Linked DNA regions of Cricetulus griseus: region 1 is linked to region 2. The links are chromatin contacts, called in public Micro-C maps. All regions are on one chromosome and are shown on one strand. The core of a region is the stretch at or near the end of the contact, and the rest is flanking DNA. Distances in the headings are between cores, read along the strand shown. Region 1 holds the start of Lhx9 (LIM/homeobox protein Lhx9). Region 2 overlaps Dennd1b (DENN domain-containing protein 1B).

Region 1 (4,284 bases), core at 1,431-3,930, 220 kb after region 2:
AAACCGTGGTAGTTGACTTCTTTATGGAAGTGACCAATTCCTGTGGGCCCTGGATCTTATAACTTGAGTTTTATAAGAAAGAGCAGTTCTAGCTAGGTTTCAGCTAGGAAACTGATTACAGGAGATGCTTTGCCCAGCTTGTCCTGATGATGATTTAAAGACATGTACAGAGGACATGGATGTAAGGATGAATGGATAGATTGATAGATAGATGGATGCAGGCTGAGAAGATGTCATTGCCTAGCTTCCCTAGTGGTTCTTCCCAAAGCTACGACTTTTTCTAAAAGGTCTTTTAAAGCTTTTTCTTCATGAAGTTCTGGTTGGTTTTTTTATTGTTGTTGTTTGTTTGCTTTTGTTTTTAATGTTCTTGCTGAACAAACAGCTCAGGACCAAAACAGAGTAGCCAAAGCCAATGCCAAACAATCCTATTTGAAAGTGAGGAAGGCTGTAGGGGAGAAACTAGGCAAAGTGGACCACAGTCTCATATTTACTTTGTGTCTCTAACCTCCTTGGGTTAATTGAGCAGTTCTTTGGGCAGCCTCCCCTTCTCCTCCTTCTTGGGCCAAGTCAGTTTAACTGCTGACTTGTATGAAGGCAGTCTGCTCCTTTGTAAGAGGACCTGCTGTCTCTGAAAGGGCCCCTGCCCCCAGTCCCTCCTTGGGGCCTTCATATGTGTATGCACGTGGGTTTGAAGAGCTCATTGATTTCCATCCAAAGGGGCTAATTACATTACTTACAGTAAATAGCCATCCTGCTGTCAGGTAGGGCTGCCAAAATAGGAGGGGGGGTGTTTCTCCAGCTTAGTTCACTTGATTGGCTTCATTTTTTGTGTGAAATTGTGTTTTATGAGCTGTATTCTGGTACCCAGAGGACCTTAAAAGCGTCCAGTCTGCAAATAACATTATTTTGACCCTGAGAAAAAAAGGTGGGGAAACAGTGGAGGCTTGAGTTTCATGGAAGAAGCGACCCCAAGAGCCTCCGAAGGTGGACCTTTGGGACAGGAAGTTAGGCTGCTACACCAGGGTGGTTTCCTCCTTCTCTGCATTCCTTCTCCTCCCTTCCTTCCTTTTCTACTTCCTTCCTTCCTCTTTCTCTTCCTCCCTTTCCTCCTTCCTACCGTAGCCTGCTCATTAGCACTCACCCTTTATTCTTTCTTTTTTTCCCTTCCTCCGATACCCCTTTCCCCCGTTTCTTCTCAGCTTTCCCTCCAGATTGGGCGAAAACTCCGCGTGGAACTTTCAGGGTGGAGGGAGGCGGGCCTGCCACCGGGCTGCTGCTCTGGGTATCCAAACTGAAGCCCCAATGATTACCGGAAAGACGGCAGAGTAGTGGGGAAACAGAGGCTGGCGACCACGAAGAAAGGGCTGAGAGCGGCCGGGCTTTCTTCTTTTTTTTTCTGATTAAGTTCCCGTAGCTGGTCCTCGCTCCACGATCCTAGGGGTTTCCTGGCCGTTTCGGTGAATCCACAATATCAGAGTATTGTGGCCACTTTTTAATGGGACCAGAGGGAGGGGAAGGGCCGCGCTAGCAAGAACAGAGGGCGACAGAACAATGCTATCTCTTGTGAAGAGCAGTCTGCTATCCAGCATGTTAGTTCTCACCTCCCCGCCTCCACCCTGAGCTCCTTTCACACCCACCCAAGTGTGCCAATGCCAGCGGCCAATGCCTCGTCCTACCCGGCTTGGGCGCCCAGCTCACCCGAGTCCTATCCTAAGCAAGCTGACAAATTCCAAACGGGACACTAGAATCTCCACTAGTTTACCTTCAATCTAGAATTAGTTAAGAGTCCTTCATGGTCAAGGTTCCATTGAATATCCAGGTCTACAAAAGCATTCCCTGGCCTCTACACTCAAAAATTTCAGAATACACACACACACACACACACACACACACACACACACACACACACACACACACACACACACACACACGTTTTTGTTTGTTTGTTTGTTTGTTTTTTCCCTCTCCAAAAGTAATACTCGGGAAAGTAAGTTCTCCACTCCCCTTTTCACTTTGCAGGGCACCTCGGAGCCTGGTGGTGTCTCCTGCCCTCGGTCTTAGACCGCCGTCAGAAGGGTGCTTTTAAAAAATGAGTGGAGAAAGAAGGGACACAGAGGAAAGGAGCAGGCTTTAAAAGCACCGCTGCGGAGAAGCGCTCCCTTCTAAGACTGTGGGTTTGGTGCGCGCAGGGTGACAGACTTGTGAACTGGGGGTTTGAAAGTCTGTGAACCAGAAGGAAACTTAAGGTTTGCAGCTCATCTTCAGTGTACACTGGGCTGGGGTCTGATGAACTGGGAGCAAATAAGACTAGCCCTCCCTCCAGCTCCATCCAGGACTCGGACAATAAGGGCTCCTTTAGTCCTTTAAAGCATGACTGTTGAGAACTCTTGGATGTGTACTGTGTGTGTGTGTGTGTGTGTGTGTGTGTGTGTGTGTGTGTGTGTGTGTAGGCGCGCGTGTGGGGGTGGGGGTAAAGGCCCCCTCCTTCTGCCTCCCCCCTAGTCCCCCACCCCTTTGTAATGTTTGTCCCTGCTTGCCCATCACCAGGGGGTTGAGAGGAGTATGACAGGTCTTTGTTGTCTGAATAAAAATCCGTGGCTGCTCCAGGGAGAGGACTCCTCCTACTAAATTATCAAAAATGGGCTGGCTTTAGTCTCTTAACAAATTGGACACAGCTCCGGCAGGAGCAGTCCCCAACCCAACCTAGAGGCACTGGGAACTTGCAGGCAGCTAGGGACCGCTGAATATAGCACTTCGTTTTCTTTGTGTTCAAAACTATTTTTTCTTTCTTCCTTAGATTTTGTTTTCCTCCTCCCCCAGCCCCCGCGGCAGTTGTTTTCCATTAGTAATTCGATCTCTCACTGTAGTAAGATTCTCCTGCTTTCCCCTCCGTCCGCGTTTGTTTGTTTTCTGCACATCTTCTGGGAAACGCCGGGCCTCCCCCACCCTCCCTTTTCCCATCGCTTTTTTGCCCGGATCTTTTCCCTCTCAAATAGATCTATTTCCACTCTCTCGTTTTCTTCCTTTTCTCTCTTGCCCCTGTCCCCGCGATCTACGCTCCTTCACCGCGCAGCCCTGCGCGGTCCCCTTTGCTTCCTCACGCGGATGAACTGAGAGCCCCAGGCGTGTGTTTATGGAAATAGTGGGGTGCCGATCCGAAAACAATTCGTGTCCTTTCCGCCCCCCAGCCATGCTCTTCCACGGGATCTCCGGAGGCCATATCCAAGGCATCATGGAGGAGATGGAGCGCAGATCCAAGACCGAGGCCCGTTTGGCCAAAGGCACTCAGCTCAACGGCCGCGACGCGGTAAGGACAGCCCTGGCGCGGCGCTGGAGAAACTGCGGGTCTCCGGCCTGCCCAGGTTGGGTATGGCGGGTCCCGGGGACGTCTGTCTGGGGACGCTCGCTCGCTAGGTTTTCTCGAGAGGTCTGTTTGCTAGGCAAGGGTCCCTTTCCGAATCGTGGTGTCTGGGATGCTGTGGTCCAGAGCTCACTAGTCTTTGTAACGGCTGATAGCGAGCACGCAGGACAGCCGGCCTTGGAAGGAGCGGGCGTCCTCCCTGCCAGCCTGCCCCAAACTCCAGTCTCTGGTGACTCGGCCGCCAGGCCGGATCCGCCGCCCCGAGGACAAGCTTTGGTGTAGTTACTAGGGGGCCGTTTACCGGCATGGTGTCCGGGACAGGCTGGAGCCGTGGGACCCCAGACTCTTCGGAGTAGACTCCGATGCGCTGGTCCATTTCCAATTTCTTCGAACATTCAGTACTCACCACCCGAATCCAGTGATTGCTAGGGCTTCTGGCATGCGGGTTCAGATACCCTGCTCACAAAATTGCGTTTCTCTTTTTTATGGGGAGGGTGCCTTGTGTAGCGGGAAATCGGATAAAAATGAGGAGCGCCCCCCGCCCAGGTCTAAAAGCAGGAACATGAACTCTTCCAACCCAAGAGAAGCAATCAGTCACAACCGCCGGTTACTATTCGTAATATCAGTTATGTCTTCGTGAAATTAATAGAAATTTAAGAATTTCCCCTTTCCACTTATGGACTGGAGGGAGAAAACTACAGAAGTCTGCGGAAATGATTCTTGGCGAACAGTGCTGTGTAGACCTTTCGTATCACTGCGGGGACTGTAGCTCAAACTGACCCGAGACGGTTCTAGCCCGTCAGCGAAGTTTTGGGTCTCGTTAAATAGCCCACTACCATCATTTGTACCATTAATTCAGTGAGAACCCTCTTTCTGAGTAAAAGGCGAAACTTAACATTCCAGTGCCGCCAAAATGAATGTAG
Region 2 (3,972 bases), core at 611-3,110:
TGGTGGTAGAATCTTTACTCAAATTCACTTTTTTTTTCTTCTTAAGCTACTTACAAAGAAGCATCCCTGACACATGCTATTGCAGCAATCAGGATAGACTGAAGGAATAAATTTTTTTTATTTACTTTTTTTCTTAGAAGCCAAATCTGATTGTTTCAAAGAAATAAACTGGAGAATTCAACTAAATGACTTACTTAAGCACTGCTTGAGCAGATGATAATTCATGGTAATAATCTATGATAATCTTACAGCCATGTTCATGGGTTAGACCATTTTGAAGTATCTGACAAACGATGTGGCATACTGAAGTACTGTTGTTTTTCTTGACAAAGAGGAAAACACAGATTATATCACTTCCTCCTAACAGCTTTCCTGAACTTAGGAAGAATGCTTTCTACTTAACCGCTTCAGTTGCCACCCATGTCTCTTTGAGTAACTCTGCTATAGCAATTATAGTGTTACAGGGTTATTCAGTACTTGGATGTGTGCATGGAAGTATGCAGAGAGCTATGTATATGTATTTATTTCTTTCAGTAAATCAACAATTAAAGAAGCTTATTCATTATATTACATATTCACAGCTTGCCAAATAGGTAGTCACTATACAATGGAGGGGTGAGAGGGTGGGTGGGTGGGTGGGTGCATGAATGGATGGATGAATGAACCAACCAACAATGTAATAAGAGTGGCAAAGGACCAAGATGTGATATTCATCTATGGTCACAAGAGGGCATTATGGTTCTCCAAAGTTATGGCACATCACCAATACCAGGTGCAGACAGAGAAATGTTTTGCTGCTCCGTGACTATTCAGGATTTGCAGCATCCCAATCACTCTGAAAAGCTAACCACGGTACAAGTAATCCTCAAACAATGTGGTCCCATTTGGAGCTTAGTGTAAACTTTTTGTTTGATGATTGAGACTGAGGGGATAACTTCCATTTTTCTTCCTTCAGCATATATCACTACGATCCTAATATCAAGGATATAAATGGAACCGAATCATCTTTCCTATGAAAGTGCTTCATCTATCACATGTCCTGACAATAGGATGAAGTGACATAGATGGGTTGCTAGATCCTTTAACAAAAGCTGAGCCTATCATATGACTTTAAGGCTCAGACAGTGCTTAGAGAGTTCCTGTTTGGATACCACAGATGGCATGGAAGCTGTAGGAACTTGTGCTAAAGACTATTTCCAGCATTGGGAGCAAGCAATAAGAAAGAAAGGGGAGAAAGGAGGAGCTTCTTCACTTAGACTGGAAGCAGCAGTAAAGACTTGACAGCAGGGTCAGAACCAAGAAAATAGTTCTGGAAAGAATTTGTGTAACATTGATACTTTAAAAATAATGCTTAAGAAAAATTTGAATATATAGCACTACATAGAATTGAGTAAAAGGTATGTTATCATAAGAAGTCAGGGCACTTTAACAGAAAAATTATAAAGCAAGTACTATTGCAAAATGTAATTCTAATCCTATAATTAAATTCAAATTAAATTAATTATAATTAAAATCAAAATGAATTTAATTGTATAAGACTTTTAGAAAAGAGTACTTTAAATGTCTAGTTACAGAACACTTGTATGTGAAAATCTATCATGTACATCATCATAAACCAACTGTATTTTCTGTCTTTAAGGAGGAAAACTAGTGTGTTGGTCAAAAGGAAAACTCTAAAATGAATAACAGAAAAATTTACTTATTGATCTGACTTTATACTTAGATTTGTGCACATCACACTTCACAATATAATTAAATTAAACCCTGTAGTCTACAAAACTATTTTTCCTTTCAAGGTGCCTAAGGAAAGAACAACAGTGGTGAGTCACTAGTCACCCACTTCACAGCATGAGCAATACTATTACCACACTATGGAAACACACAGTACAGCAGTGTAATCAATCTGGACAAGTACAAGCATTGTTTTAGAAGGCTAGTCAGAGAAACTTAATACAACACCTACCAGTCCTTTGTGCAAACATCGTATATTTAAATAATCACTATCCTTAAAGAATTTTAAATAATGTCTGTCTTGAAAATCTTAAATAAATATATTAATTCCAAAGGACTGATTTTTACTAACACTAGCTTTGATATAAGAAAATTATCAATGCCAAATGATTTCTGTGTGTGTGTGTGTGTGTGTGTGTGTGTGTGTGTGTGTGTGTGTGTATCATGCATGTATACAAAGGCATGGTTCAGAGAAAGAAATCCTAACAAATTTCTTAAAATTTAACTATTCCTGCAGGTGATTACATAATGAATACAATTCTTTACCCTCAAGGACCAAAACTACTGCATCCGAATCTAGTTCTGGAGTAGCTTCACTATACACAATCAAAGCTTCTGCTTTGGAGTCTACTCTTTGTCTAGCCTTACTATATACAAGCCTTGCTATATTCCAGTCAGAGAGAACAAGGAGGCCATTGGCCATTGTTCTAGTTTCTAGTGGCCTGATTGAACTCAGATTACTGAACTCACTGAGAGCTGTTTCTAAAGCCAGCCAGTTCTCACAATGGCTCTCACACTTTCCACACTGTTTTTCAAGGTTGCTTTAGGCTGACACTTTGCCTCATACCAGACTCTCAAAAATTCCTGTCCTAGAAACAATTGCTTTGGCAATACTGTTTTCATGATGCTACTGAGAAGAAAGGAGGTGAAGCAAAAGGGGGTCACAGGCAAAGGTATGAAAGGTTGTCCTCATGGAGCCAATTGGATAATGGGTAGATTTAACAGATAAATTCCGATACCTGGGATAATTGTTCTCTGACACCCAGATTCCTTGTATAATATTGGAACCACAAAAGGAAATTATATTTCTTACTTACACATCTTTTTTTCTAAACGACCACAGAATAAATTTGCAAAATTTAGAGAACTACATTTGACAAATCTAAATTTTTGCTATCTTTGGAATGAACTGTTCTGATACATAAAAAAAATATATTCTTTTTATACTTATGAGTCTGAAAATCAAGTTTCTATTGTTTCTTTCATCTGTAAGTGACTATAATATAAAGCACTTTTTGTTTTTTAATGGTGAACACTGGGCTGAAGGGGGTCTGGCGAAGGCCAGCTTACCAGCAGTAGTCCAGCAGGTGTGGAGGAAGCACGGGGATGTATATGTGCTGCCAGTACATCGGGTAGAGCAGAGCAGCCGATCCATGGAGACAGGCAGTTAACTAAAATTCACAGAAGGGGAACAATAATGAAGAGCTGCTGACCCTCTAAAGAAAAAGGCATGTTCAAGGTATCAAAGATGAGCGATCATCATAGAACAATTTACACAGTGACATAGCTCACACTGTTTTTACCAATGCTACATGGAAAAGCCTGTGTCTCAAAGGTCCCTCTGAAAAACACACAAACAGCAAAATGAGTTTCTTGGGAATCATATGCATATTTTTATATTCAACTTGAAAATATGGTTAGGGCTAAATTTTGGACCATATATAAAAGTTGAAGTGAAAACATTAGTGAGTCTCTTAGAAAATATTGTAGGAAATGACAATTTGTGCAACCCAGTTTGCGCATCACTCAGATTAATACAACACGATTAAATATGGAAAGAAGAGAGGCTGAAAGCTCCTGAGGGATATCATTAGGGCAAATTGCCAAAGAATGAAACATGAGCCAGTCAGGAGAGTCTGGAAGCTGCAATACTACCAGGGGACTTGAATGTTCGACAGTCGGAGCTTCGGTAATGTGTGAACTGTGGGTTATGGTATCAAGAGACGCTGCTCACTGACACACAGAATGTCACTATTGACCAGCGAGCTGCCCAAGCTTGACAGCTGTACTACAGGAAGCCAAGTATATCATAATTTCATATTGAAACTGCTCATTCCAGATTAACATTTTGTTTCCCAGCTTTAGATCACAGCGGCTGCAATTACACTGTTGCTACTTTAGAGGTAATTGCCATTTTAATTGTTGTGTTTGGGCAAGCAGTTAATTAAAATTTTTTAATGC

What was found. Hi-C and Micro-C count contacts between places; a contact is called where the count stands out from the background.
Region 1: a Micro-C map of the CHO-K1 cell line shows a contact between it and region 2, with 2.8 times the contacts expected there. The contact joins the promoter of Lhx9 here to the enhancer-like site in region 2. A contact is called at or near these places in 2 of 8 Hi-C or Micro-C datasets (the CHO-K1 cell line and fibroblasts).

What each region holds. Positions count from the first base shown.
Region 1 is chr5:50,475,580-50,479,863 of CriGri-PICRH-1.0, forward strand. It overlaps Lhx9 (LIM/homeobox protein Lhx9), which reads left to right and starts at 2,681. Exons shown (of 5, transcript XM_027417456.2): 1 at 2,681-3,307. The coding sequence starts at 3,134.
Region 2 is chr5:50,252,256-50,256,227 of CriGri-PICRH-1.0, forward strand. Dennd1b (DENN domain-containing protein 1B) reads right to left here. Exons shown (of 22, transcript XM_035444915.1): 10 at 3,082-3,182. Among named protein-coding and RNA genes, the nearest start is that of Dennd1b, 110 kb to the right of the region's middle. Within about 2 kb of position 1,861, at least 2 of the 6 cell types and tissues checked have open chromatin away from gene starts, as enhancers often do. A contact at or near this core is called in the CHO-K1 cell line and fibroblasts, where this site is marked.